Regions from separate parts of the Lactuca sativa genome. Here region 2 is linked to region 1. The links are chromatin contacts, called in public Hi-C maps. All regions are on one chromosome and are shown on one strand. The core of a region is the stretch at or near the end of the contact, and the rest is flanking DNA. Distances in the headings are between cores, read along the strand shown. Region 1 holds the start of LOC111881583 (mitochondrial import receptor subunit TOM20). Region 2 holds the start of LOC111919349 (chlorophyll a-b binding protein, chloroplastic).

Region 1 (7,186 bases), core at 3,277-5,776:
TCTTCTTATCTCCTCACCATATGACCATAGCTTTGCATAGTGATCCACTAATGTTCCCTCAATCAACTCAATTGCATACTTCTTAGCTCTTCTACACTGTCCCATACTTACATCTATCCCAAATTTCTCTTTAACCTCGTCCCTAAGGAACCTAACACTAACTTTTTGTTTCTGTAAGAATTGGGTGGTGTAATGGGTACCTATCCAAGCATAGTTGACAACTGAACCTAATTTGAAGTTTCTTGCACATTTATGCTCATTTATGAGACTCTTGATTTGGAAAGATTTTTCTTCACTCATCCAAGATGCCCACAATCTAAACTTGCAAGCACTGGAACAACATTTCACTAAAAGTCTCCTGCTATCATTTTCTTGTAGCATAACTGACAACCATTTGCAACAGCATAGTTACACAGCATGTGTTTCGGTTGTTTAGGATTCACAAATCTCATACCTAATACAGGCTTCTGTTTTTTCCAATGAACATTGTCATTATAAATAGCTTGCTCATTAGATATTACTTCATCATCGACTACATGCTCATATAGCTCTTCATGAGCAGGACTGTCAGGGGTAACTTGGTCCTTTGGGCACAGTTTGCTCAAAAACTCATCATCTTTTGTCTTATTCATAGGAATACATTCATCAGCTTCATTGTCAACTTCCAAGTCAATGCCATCTTCTTCCTTAACTTGCCAATCCTCCCTACTACCTTGTAGATCCTCCATATCACCTTGATCATTCTCAACTTCAATGTTAATGCCATCACCTTCCCCATCTTGCAACTCTTCCCTAGTGCCTTGCAAATCCTCCGTAACACCTTGCCAACTATGACCCAAAAAATCCTTAATTTTCAATTCCATCATCCATATCCATACCACCTTACACTTCTTCACCAACTTCAATTCTATCAGATAATTCATCTAATGAACTGCATATTTCGCCTTGCTCCTCATGGATCCATTGATGTACATTAACACCAAGATGGTCTATGTATACATTAATAACACTACCAGAAGCATATCCTACTTCGATGAAGTCCATATACTCTATATCAGTAGCTATTAACCTCAATCCATCAGGGAACACCACATCGGGCATGCAAAAGTAAACATTGATGCATACCTCATTAGCGAATCTTTGAATGAACCCCACAAACTCGTTCTTGTCCATTCCAGCAAAATCGATATCATCGAACCTTTGTTCTGCACCATCTGAGTAACAAATAGCGGGGTACCTCGTAAAAATTCCAGCAAAATGGAGATCTATCTTCATGTAGACAACCATAGGATTGATTATGTTGGCCGATTTCAGGAAGAGTTTAAGAAACAGATTCGTGTCAATCACGGTTTGAAAAAAGTATACGAATGCAAATGGTAGCATAATAAATGAAAGGGACAGTTGAGAGGGTTTAAACGGATATAAGTTTCATTTAGTGACATAACACGTGGCAATGACCTGACATATTTAATCTACTTGGCATTGAGGTGGAATAAAAAAACGTCATAGTCGGATGGGTGTGACCGGTTGCACCCTTCAAATCTAGAAATGTGACCTTTTAAACCATAAAATGACAAGTATAAGCCCTTTAAAAGCAAAAAAATAATCTCAATGGACCATTTAAACCAATATACGAAAGATAGTTGGGTCATAGTGACAATAACCCATCTTATAATTATCGTACAAAAAATCATCGACAAAATAATCTTGTACAAGATGTTCGTTTGCAACTTCACAATCCTTATTTAGATATCTTTTACTTCTCTTGAGGGCATTGGAACTTTCACCATTGAACATTGTAGTAGTCACTTGAAGGAATGCGTTGGAAAAAAAAAACACCATCTTCATCCGAAGATGATTATGAATTATTTCTATAATTGAATTGTGTGTGTATAAAATATTTAGTAAATAGAGTGAATTTTATGAAAGTGGTATATGGTATTTATAATGCTTGTAAAGATTAAAAAAATATATATATTATTATTTAAACGGTCAAATGACGTTGTCTCCGTCAAGAACATAGTTCGTACTTCGGCCAACCACAATAAAATTGACAGCGTCATCCTTAGGGCGGTGTTTACTCCGATGACACGCATATCACGATTCCGGAAGGCCTTGGAAGTAAAAAATAGAAATCTATTTGATTACTCATCCATTAAACATATAAACGTCATGTTCAAACTTCTAGTGTTTTCTATTAAACAGTACACGTCATGTTCAAACTTCAAGAGTTTTCTATAAGCGTCCAATTATTTTTCCAATATGGATATGTTTTAAATTTTTTTCTTAATGTAAAAAATAGATGTGAAACTTTTGAAAACAACACACCATCTTCCCTTTGAGCGACTTGGTCACAAAGAATCGAAACTTTGCAAGAAAATAATACTATTATTTTATATGTAGTTGCTCAAATGTGGGTACTAAACCTAAAACCCTAAATCGAAACTTTGCAAGAAATTGGTTAAAGCCAACTATGAAGTTGGTTTGAAATATTACTTTTATCTTATCTTATGTTTATCATGGATTTCGAAGTCGAGCCCATAAAATGATAAATTTTGATTCGCTCATATATGATTCTAAATTTCTAATGCAAACAAAGCCTAATAAAAAGTATACAAAAATATCATGTTTTATGTGTATGTACCTAAATTAAAAAGGTGGAATTTAGAGAACTATATAACTTCAACTATAATACAATTAAGCAAGTATAAACTTGTGCACATTCAACTTGCTATCCAATATTATTGCTTAAAGTATTTTTGGGTTTACCAAAATTATTAGCAAGATGTAATAATCTAATTTGTATAGCACTCAAACGAAACAACATCTTCAACTAAGTTAGTAAATTATTCAACTGAAACAAGCCCTTCTATTGCAACTAATACTAATCCACTACACAATTCTCGAACAAGCTATCAGTAATAGAACAAACCACCAAACTGTATCTCAATGGACTAATGATTACACGGAGTTGAAAAGAATTTAACATCGAGCAAAGGATACAACATTTGTGTCTATGGGACCCAAAAAAAAAAAAAAAAAAAAAAAAAAAAAATCTTATTTTGGCACGTTAGATTTGGCCATTCCAATCAATGTAACAACCCCAACTGCAAGGAATATCCACCCAAATATATCATACTTTAAATCACTGCTCTTCTTCTTTGAGGATTTCTACAACACATAAAAACAATCAAAACATTAGCCAAAAATAAAATAACACTTTGATATTATTTATTTGGGTTAATTTGATACAACCTTTGAATTTGAAAATGTAGTAGTAGTAGTAGTAGATGTAGATCCTCCACCCAAAGACTGTTGAGATTGACCAAATCCTCCTTGTTTGTGGATCTCGTTGTGCAGATCAGATGCCTGGAAACATTATAAAAAATTATTAATGAAACGAAAGAGTATAAAAGAATTCCTAAAATGTATTTAGAAATACCTTAGAAGAGTTTGCCAACGATTGAAGATAATGTTCGTTTCCTGGACACTGAGACAACAAGTGCGAGATCATAAACATTCAAAATTAGATCTAAAAACCAATTGATATTTCTGAGATTAATCGAATATGTTTATGAAAAAAATCAAAGGGAAAGATTAAAAAAAAAAAAAAAAAAAAAAAACCTCGTCTACTGCCTTTTGGAAGAATTCAGCTGCAAGATCGAATTGAATCTGAGCTTCATCATGATCAGGGGTTAGAAATCCTTGAGTGGTGTAAGCGTTTCCTAAGCACCATAGAGCCTCATGTTTTGCAGGATTGATGGATAGAGCTTCATCCAGCTTTGAAACAGCATCTGAATTTGTTTATCAAATTCTTAGTAATTGATAAATTGATTATTGTTGTGTTCATGTGAAATTCTGCATACAGTACCTTTGATCATCTTCTTTGATTCGTTGATGTCTCCAAATTGGGATAATTCCAGTAGCACTCCACCCCATTTTGTCAAATTCTGTTATCATTACAACAAGTCATATTGTTGTTTCTCGGATCTAATATTCCAACAATTGAATTGATTTCATGAATTCGACAATACAAAAACAATCATGTCGTGTTGGGGAATCACTCATCTTATATCTGTAAATTTTGAAGTTCGGATGGCTATGAGCAAAAAGGTAAAAATATCATTTTACTTCCAACATAAGAAGACAAGACAGCTAAAACTTAATTCTTTTTAGCTTTTTTTCCCGTAATTTTAAAAGCAGAGAACAGGGTGTAATCGAGAAACGTACGTATCGACATAAATTATACACATATAAGTAATTAAGCAAACTATAAGATTAATAACAGAAACAACATATCAAATAGAAACAACTGATAAATGAATTTAGAAATGAAGAAACTTACATCGACATCGTTAGGGTTCTTGGCGTATGCAGCTTCTGCGGTGATACGAGCATGTTCAAAGATCATGAGTCGTTCTAAATCATTTTGAGTTGGTTCCATCGTTATGGATGGATCCCTGTTTCGATGATTAAAACTGACTAGGGTTTATGTCTTTATGAAGAAGACGAAACTGTGGAGAAGTAGAGGGTTTTACTTATATGTCTACGTGTGTTGTCTTTCCGTTTCATACGTGATCGGGCCGGCCGTATCCAAGGCCCATCAAAGTTCAAGGTTTATCTTATCCAATAGTTTGAATAACTTTAAAATAAATATTAATATTAGAATAAATAGGAAAAAGCTCCCAGATGGGAATCTAAAACCCGCACCCATTTTGACCGGGAAATTCCCAAGTTGATCGGGAATGGAGAATCCCCGAATAAAAAAAGTGGGGAAGGGGATGGGGATGGGGATACCCCTAATCCCCGACCCTGGACCCGTCCCCGATATATATTAATATATAAAAGTAATACAAAACATATATTTATAGTACAATTTACAATACATAGAATTTTATCCAAGTAACCTAACTCATTAGTAATTTTTGGTTGAAATTATATTTTGTTTTTCTTTTTATATTATTTAAACTCATGTATGATTTTTTTTTTTTTTTTTTTTTGTATTTTGTTCATTTATTTTACCTCAAATATCACTCTGATAATTTTTTCTACTTGATTTCTCATGTATATATTTAAATATGGTAGAAATTTTATTTATATTTTTTATGCAATCTATATATTTTTTATATTTTGTAAAATCTTTAAACTTATGCTGGTAAAATTGAAATTTAAATGTTTTCTTTACATAAATTTTTTCATATTAAATTGGTCAACTCTTTTTGTGGTTATTTTGAATTAATTTTTTTTCACACGTCATTTTATGAATTTTCTATTTTATTAAATTTCACATAATATTTTAATATAATAGTTGCAATAAATATAATAATAAATAGATATCAATTCATTAATGAACTTACCTTTTAATTTTAAAATTTTCAAGTTAAAGCTCATTAGTTTCTTTTGTTTATTTATTTAAACTAGTTTATAACCCGTGGGAATCACGGTTATACAATTAATTAAACTTTTAAAATAAAACTAAAAATTATTAATCAATTATTTTAAATAAATTATTAATTAAGAGATTTTTTTAGTGATATAAATTTTAATCATTGATTTAAATAAATATGTGAAATTATATCACTTTATAATGTGTATTAAGTTTATTTTAATTTTTATTCTAATGTTATTAATTTAATATAATTAGAGTGAGAAATTTAAATTTTGAAATTTGAAATGGAGAATTAATAGGTTTTCAAATGTCATGTATTAATTAGGAAATATAATATGATGACACATAGCAAAATGAGAATAAAATATGCATTAATTAGGAGACTTAATAAGATGACACATGTCAAAAGGAGAATAAAACTATTCTTTTATTAGATAGGGAGATTATTTGTCTAAATTTAATAGATAAAAAACATTTCAATTATAATAATTAATTATTTTTTTCTTATAAATTCAAAGTTCTCAAATATTTTGACATTTATATTTACCTTTTTTTTAATTTAACTCATTTAATACATGAGTCTCACAACTAGTACCTAATTATATATATCAAAATGCTCGGATGTGATAAATTATTAAATTGGTAATTGGATTGCCGGGGTTAATTAACATAGATAAAGTTTCTAATAAACGTAAAAATATTAGATTGTGTTGAGTTAACTTCAAAACTTTTTTATTTAAACTTATAATATATTTAATTAAACTAATTTATATATCGTGGGAACTACGGTTACAAAAATAATTAAATTTTATCGACAATCATAACCAAAACTATTTAAGACGAATTTAAATTTCACCTAAAAATTAGAGATCAAATAAATAATTGTCTAACTTATTATTAACATCAATACTTTTTAAAAAATAAAAAAATGATGAGAAAATGACAATTGTCCTTTTTTTATAGAGCATTTGAAAAAAAAAAAAAACATAAATTATGAGAAAATGATAAGTGACACTAATAACTGTTCTTTTATTAATATAGAAATATATGACTATAAATTTATATAATTAAATAGCATGGAGATTTATTTAATAGAGTAAATTATAGTTTCGGTCACTATGGTTTACACCAATTTATATTTTTAATCAAACTTTTTAATTTTTGACAATGATTGTAACGTCCCAAAATTTATAACCAAAAATTTCATTTTTGTATTAATAAAACTATCAACCAAACATGTTTATAAATAAATAATAAGTGAAATCAGAGTATGTCAACATTCATCCAAAAATAAATCATAGTCAAATAAAGCGGAAATCATGGTGTGTGTGTGTGTGAGAGAGAGATGCGATCATCCAGATCTCTTCCCTTTCGAGCAGAAAATACCTAAAACATAAACTAAAAACCGTAAAAACAAAGCTTAGTGAGTTCCCTAAAATACCGCATACCATACATATACGTCAGCTCAAGGCTATAACGAGTCTATTTTACCCATGAGTCTATTTCACCTCTGAGTCTATTTCAACTCATATGTCAGATTAAGGCTGTACCGAGTCTATTTCACTCTCAGGTCTATTTCACCCCCGAGTCATTTCAACTCAATCTGTAGCACCTGGTTTCTGGTATGTAAATCTTAATTGAGTATTTTCCTTTTTAAGCCTTGGACTCGGCGAGTCATAGGTCCGACTCGCCGAGTAGGGACGAGACCCCGGGACGCGTTTAAGTTGGCGACTCGGCGAGTCCATATACTGGACTCGACGAGTCACCGCTGTTGGATGAAACCCTAAGTTTTTGGGG
Region 2 (7,186 bases), core at 3,512-6,011, 260 kb before region 1:
TAATTTATTTCCAACATTCCAAATGTTCCAAAGCTTCCACATCCCAATCTTCAGATAATCCCAAATTGTTGCATTAAACCAACAAATGTCATACATGCAACAACAAATGCTACAAATACAACAAATGTATAATAGCACATTCGTGTCTGTCATTCCTAACTTCCAACCACAACCAATGTCACAATTTCAAAACAATCCCAATATGTTTTCACATAATACTCCGAAACAAGCCAACGAGCTTGAGGAGAACGAGAACAATAAAGATTATGATTGATCTTTTATGTTATTTTTGAACAATGTTTGTTGAAAACTTTTTTGTTGTTATTTTGCTATGTAGTTTTTTTTTTTTTTTTTTTTTTTTTTTTTTTTTTTAATTTTAATGGTTTATTATGGTTATTAAGTGTTTGATATTATTCTGCATATATAATCTCTAATTTGTTTTGTAATAACATGTTTGGTATATATAACAAAATTGGGATATATACACTAAAGTCCTAATATTTTCATCAATTTGACAAGAAAGCCTTGAACTTTATTTTTTGATAGTAAATTCTTAACTACCGACAGTTTTTGACATGTCTATCATTTTTTCCGGTTAGCCGGTAATTAAGACTTTATTGTCAAAAAATAAAGTTTAGGTAAGAGTTATTGAAATCTATTTTGGTCAGTTAGATCCTATTGAAATCCTTAACGTTTTCTTATTGTTAAATAGTTTTTTTAATCTCAACAAACCGACATTAAAAAAAATGGAGATAATCAAGAAAGAAAGAAAGAATCATGGTTGTGTTGACTTTTTGCAGTCCTAAAAATGGAGAACTAAGAAACCGGAAAAAATGAAATTGTCATTCTTATCGTTCTCCACATTCACACCTTTTTGACTATGAGTGTGTTGTTTGTGTTTATACAATGTGTCCCCACTTATCAGTTCAAGATTTGGCGGCGAATCAAGAAGAAAGTTTTACACGTCTTTTGACCTTCTCTCGCTCTTTCTTTTGCATTTGTTTCCCATAATCGTGATTGTATTAGGGTAAAGATGATGATGGTAAGAAAAGCAGTGGTGTTGCGACGAAAATCACAATTAAAAGTTCTTCGACTACGAAAATACACTAAAGTCTCAATATTTTCAATGATTTGATACGAAAGTCCTAATTTTTTTTTTTTGACAGTAAAGTCCTAATTACCGGCTAACCGGAAAGGGAAATCTCCAAAAAAAAAATCCTAAAATTTTACCCTAATTTACAAAAAAGTCCCAAACTAAATTTTGTTTACGGAAAAACATGAATTACCAGTAAAAATGGCGATTTGACCCTTTTTTTCCGGTTTATCGGTTTTATTACTTACCTGTTTCACTAAAGTCATTATTTTACCCTAATTTGCGAATAATTCCCAAAATAAAATTTACTGATGATTTGGCCCTTTGCTCTATGTAACATATATTTACCGGTTTCATTGCTAACCCGGACGCCTAGTCACTAAATGAGATGATGAGATGGATATGTTGAGTTATATAATGCTATGTTTAGTATAAAACTTTATATCCTGATGTATTGCTTATCTTTTTGGAACATAAAATGCATCTAATGAAGACTACAATAATTACATAAACTAACAACAACTGCGTTATTTTTTACGTTTATAAGAAATATCAAACTGTTTATTTAATCTTATATAACCCAATATATCCGTCTCATCAGACATCAACTCATTTTCTGCCATTTTTTCTTGGAAACACATATTTTATTGGTTTCATTGTTGACGTAGATACATAGTCATAAATGAGCCGATGAGATGAATATCAAAATTTACAGTAAATGTGACATTATATAACCCATCGTATTCATCTTATCAGCTAATTTAATGACTAGGTGTCTAAGTCAGCAATGAAACCGATAAAATATATGCTACATGAATAAAGGGTCAAATCATCAGTAAATTTTATTTTGGGACTTATTCACAAATTATGGTAAAATAATGAGACTTTAGTGAAACATGTAAGTAATAAAACCGGTAAACCGGAAAAAAGGGTCAAATCGCCATTTTACCGGTAATTCATGCTTTTTCGTAAACAAATTTTAGTTTGGGGCTTTTTCGTAAATTAGAATAAAATTTTAGGACTTTTCTGGAGATTTTCCAACCAAAAAAACTAGATAAACGTGTTAAAAACTGTCGGTAGTTAGGATTTTACTGTAAAAAAAAAATAAAGTTTAAAACATTCTTGTCAAATCAATGAAAATATTGGGACTTTAGTATATATATCCTAATATGTTTCAATTTAATCCCAATATGTTTCCACATAATATCTCCGAACCAACCAACGAGATTGAGGAGAACGAGAACGGGAACGAGAACAATAAAGATTCTGATTGATCTTTTATGTTATTTTTGAACAATGTTTATTGAAGACTTTTTTTTTGTTATTTTGCTATGCAATAGATTTTTTTTTTAAAATTTTAATGATTTATTATGGTTATTAAATGCTTGATAATATTCTGCATATATACTGTTTGATTTGTTTTAAAAAACAGGTTTGGTATATACATCAAAATCTGTAAAAAAATATTAAAAAAAGGATATACCGACAATATTTCATCAGTATAGCTTTATAACTGTAATAAATGTTTCATCTATACCGACGACATGTCGTCTCTATTACTAGAACGAAAGTTGTCTTCCACCTCATTTTCCAGACCACAAGTCGTCTTACACCTCCTTTTCCGGACCACAAGTCGTCTAGATTGCTTAAACATGTCTCGACGACATGTCATCAAAATAGATTTATAATAAAACTTTTTTTCCTTGAAAATCACTCCCAACGAACCTTTGCAGACGACATGTCGTTGGCATTGGTTGCTCTACGACATCTATCCCGATGACATTTTCCACTTTTAGCGATGGGGCTATACCGATGACTTTGTACAGACGACAAGTCGTCAGTATAGGCTTTCCCGACGACATGTAGTTGGCAAAGTGGCTGAAAGTGTTGTCGACATAGGCCTCATTCCTCGTAGTGTGTTCATGATACTACTAGCCTACACTTGTTTGTACTCCACACCTCTTGACAAAGACGTGTACTTACCTATTATCTTATTCGGTACTCCGTGAAATTTCAATCATCTAAAGTGTCTAATAACACTAAAATCACTAACAATTGCAACCTAAACGTCATAGAGTGTCACATTTATCATCGGGCTAGAACTATTTTTTGTAATTTGGAAAATTGTTTTTTGAAATTTGGAAAAGATGATTTTTTTTTTCTATTGTTATTAGAGCATAAACCAAAGTTTCCCTTGTGTAATGATAATAAATACCTTGGTTCGGGTATCAGGTGGCAAGAGTTATGCAGTACTTTACCAACATACAAGCTTATATATCTGAATCATTTTAAGTTCAAAGAGGTATTTGTACATTGCATTAAGTTTCTACAGTAGAGACAAGATACAATTTCTAATGATACACACACATGACTTGCCAAAAACTGTTAAATCCACCATTTTCCCTCTCCAGCATCATCTGAAGATCATGATCTCAACAACCCCTTGCTATTTAACCCTTGAATGCCTGAAACCCCATGCAAAAAGTTAATTAGCCAATTCGTCTGCATCGAATTCAATTAGTTGTTTAAAGATTTGTACTTACAGCAAAAATAGTGGCGTGACCCGGGTCAGCAAGGTGAGCAAAGAGGTTATCAATGGGTCCAGTTCCAGTGTAGATTGCTTGGAACCAAGCACCCATGACAGCCAACATAGCCAATCTCCCATTCTTGATCTCCTTTGTCCTCAATTCCTTAAGCTTTGCAGGTGAACCACTCCCCCATCCGAGTGGGTCGAACCATAGTCCACCTGGGTACCCAACATCTGTACCTGTTAGCTTGTTGTTGGGGAAGATGGGATCGGTGTTAACACACCCAGGTTTGAGAATGTCAGCCCATCGTCTTCCTTCTGCCCAACCGATGAAAATAAGCTCCACTATGAACAGTGTGGTTTTGTCTGTGAAGTACTCTTGTTCACCGGCTGTGTACCATGAAGGAGTGTTTAGGATTCCGATTTTTGTTAGGAATTCCGGGATGAAGATCCCAGCTGCTCCTAACATAGCCCATCTGCAGTGTACTATTTCCGCTTGCACGTTCCACCTCAAGGTCTCCGGGTCGGATCCTACAGTTTAGAAACTCGACCTCGAATCAGTAAGTAATTTAATTATCTTCAAATCTTGCCATGATCTATTGACTATTGTTGTTTTGAAAAAGATCATCAACAGAAATCATAACTATGAATCTATGATCATGCTTACCTAGACCAAGAGGATCGAACCCGAAGTCTCCTGGTAGGCTGCCGTCGAGCCATTCCGGAGGGGTGCTGCCGGGGAACCAAATGGGTCTTTCGGGGTCGGCGGTAACGCATACTGTCCCGGAAGATCGTGCCACGGTTGGTGCAGTGACCTTGCTAACTCTTAGTTTCTTCCCACAAAGAAAGGAAGCCTTTGTTGATCCAACAAAAGATCCATTCTTCTGTGAACTACATAATCGCACACCAAAATTCCCAATTACTTAATGCACCCACATTGCAAATGCAAAGTAGAAAGGTAGAGATTTGAAGAAGCTTACGCTGGAGAAGAGAAAGCAACAGCTGCGATGGCTGAAGAAGCACAGACAGTGGAAGCCATTGTTGTCTCTGCAATTCTTTGCCTTCAAGAATTAGTGATGAAGAATGAGTAGGTTTGTGTGGAAGAAAGGGGTGTGTGTTAATGTAAGGCGTTATGAGCTTATCTCCAAGGATAGGAGTAGAAGAAAGAATGCTGTGATTGGCTGTGCGGGTTGCCACGTGGGCCCTAACAGAATCTATTCTTGCTGATATGTAACCAGATAAACTTACACTTGTGGTTCGTGTAGTAAATTACGTGTGGCTTTCAGGATAAAACCCACTCACAGGATTCTGGATCCTTAAGGGCGATTTTGTCTTTTACCCAAGAAGGACAGATGAGATGACCCTATTCTGAAGGCCAAGAAATCTTTGATAAAGTTTTTATTTTTCATGGGCCATCATCGTTGGACACGTAATACTTGTATTTGAAGTCCATTGGATCATGGATAACACTTGAAGGCAGCCTTTCAACACGTACTAGTTTTATTTTAGGTTATCTAAACATGACGTTGGAAATTGGAGTTATAAATAAGCTCTAACAACCTATTTGGGATTTCTATAATGAGGGGTTCATGTATGTTGGATAAACAAAGATCTTCAAGTTATTACTCTATTTGGTGATTCGAATTATACAATGACCCACATATTCTTTATTTTAAATCAAAGCTTTTTGAAGCGAATTTTCTAAGTACATAGATTCTACTACTACTACTACTACTACGTATAATCTAATGTTTTTCATGATTTTATTTCATGTATATATATGATCAAGGCATGTGCTTGACTATCATTGTACCACTATAATTTGCAATCATAGAAGTTACAAATCTTTGCCATCTTATTATTGTAAAGTTACAAGTATCGTATAGAACTTCCCTGGATCAAATTATTATGTGCAAACACAAAAAGTTTTGTAATTATTTTGTTATTTCTCGTTTTGGTTCTCTCCTTTTTTAAGGGGGTTTTGATCTTTATCATAAAAGGACAATAAAAATGCTTCAAATTGTCAAATGTCAATAACTAACAAGTTTATCTGTTAGCAATATAAATTTAAGTTGTGCTAAATTTGCTTAGGTCATATACGTTTAAATAGAAGGGTGTTTGTATTTATGTTTTCAAAACAATTACAAGGGTGTTTGTATTTATGTTTTCAAAACAATTACTATAAAGTCTAAATATAAGGATCAAATAATCATAAAAAATGGTTTGTTTTTTTTAAATGGGTTAATTGCTTAGAAGTTTAGTCATTTTCCCGATTTATGCAATTATGTTATTTTTATACAAAGCATACAACAAAACTTTAAATTAGGTCCCAAATTATATAAATTGTTAACCTTGTTACTGTTAAATTTTTAATCGATGTTATCTGTCATTTGTAAAACCATGTAATCGCTTATGTAGACAACCCACATGTATAGTTGTTCATGTCACCCCTCCTCCAAATAATCAAAATACAACATTTAAAATCTCGAGTCGTGATCTTGTTTTGAGATTGATACGTTGTCATCATCTTTCCGGGGATATTATACCAATTTTCTCTTCTAGTTCACTTCTCTTCATTGTGATGTCTTCTCTGCCATCGTTTCTTCTTGCTCTGTCTTTCTCTTTACCCACGATACATTCATATATCAGGGAATAGTTGGAGCACGTTGTTTAATTCAAAATTTACCTTCTTCTACTTTTTTTTGAAAGTGTATCATCTTCTACTTATTTGACCTTATGATGATTAATTAGGACATGCATTATATTGCTATCTCTTTTATTAATTAGGGAAAGATAAAGAGTTAAAAAAATATTTCTATGAAATTAAGATAAAGAGTTAAAAAAATATTTCTATGAAAAATTTTCCATGTGCTGCTCACCAATTTTGTGTTCTATTTTCATAAATTTCTATTTTTACAAGATACAGATACCAACAACCAAAGTATACATAAATTATTAGAAATTTAGATTTTTAAATGAAATATTAGTTATCGAAAATTGACCCATTTGATTACAAAATCTAAAATGAAACCACAATAGTTCCCATGCTAACCATTATTCAATACATTGTACTGTTGTTACCTTGCCAATTAGACTAAAGGGTATCGTGCGGATATCACCGCCTGTAGTCCGATGTGGACCTCTTTATCGGCGGTGAACACCGCTCCTCTCCTCATTTTACACCGCCGGTGAAGTGCCAATGGTAAGATACCACCGATGGTGAAACTTAATAAAAAATAGACGTTGTACACTTTTTTCCTGTATTTTTTTACCGTTGCTGCATTTATTCTTTTTTTTTTTTTTTTTTTAATTTTCCTTCCTTACTACTATGTATATATAAACATAAACCCAAACATATTCACTCAAATCTATATTATTTCTAAAAAATCATCTCATAAAAATGGCAAATTCATTAGAAAATTGTAAGTTGTTGCTGACCGTTGGGCAGGCTGTTATGAAATCATGGGAAGTGATTATGGATACGATACAAGAAGAAGAAGAAGAAATCCAACATAGGACGCGGAAGATGCTTCTCAGAAATCGTAGGGATGCAAACATACGTCTAA

What was found. Hi-C and Micro-C count contacts between places; a contact is called where the count stands out from the background.
Region 2: a Hi-C map of bud shows a contact between it and region 1, with 9 times the contacts expected there. The contact joins the promoter of LOC111919349 here to the promoter of LOC111881583 in region 1. A contact is called at or near these places in 4 of 4 Hi-C or Micro-C datasets (bud, leaf and seed).

The regions. Positions count from the first base shown.
Region 1 is chr3:42,275,947-42,283,132 of Lsat_Salinas_v11, reverse strand. It overlaps LOC111881583 (mitochondrial import receptor subunit TOM20), which reads right to left and starts at 4,526. Exons shown (of 6, transcript XM_023877985.3): 1 at 4,346-4,526; 2 at 3,872-3,950; 3 at 3,625-3,794; 4 at 3,443-3,490; 5 at 3,256-3,369; 6 at 2,843-3,171. The coding sequence starts at 4,444. The coding sequence ends at 3,058.
Region 2 is chr3:42,540,653-42,547,838 of Lsat_Salinas_v11, reverse strand. It overlaps LOC111919349 (chlorophyll a-b binding protein, chloroplastic), which reads right to left and starts at 4,761. Exons shown (of 4, transcript XM_023914940.3): 1 at 4,601-4,761; 2 at 4,288-4,511; 3 at 3,637-4,151; 4 at 3,347-3,558. The coding sequence starts at 4,659. The coding sequence ends at 3,544.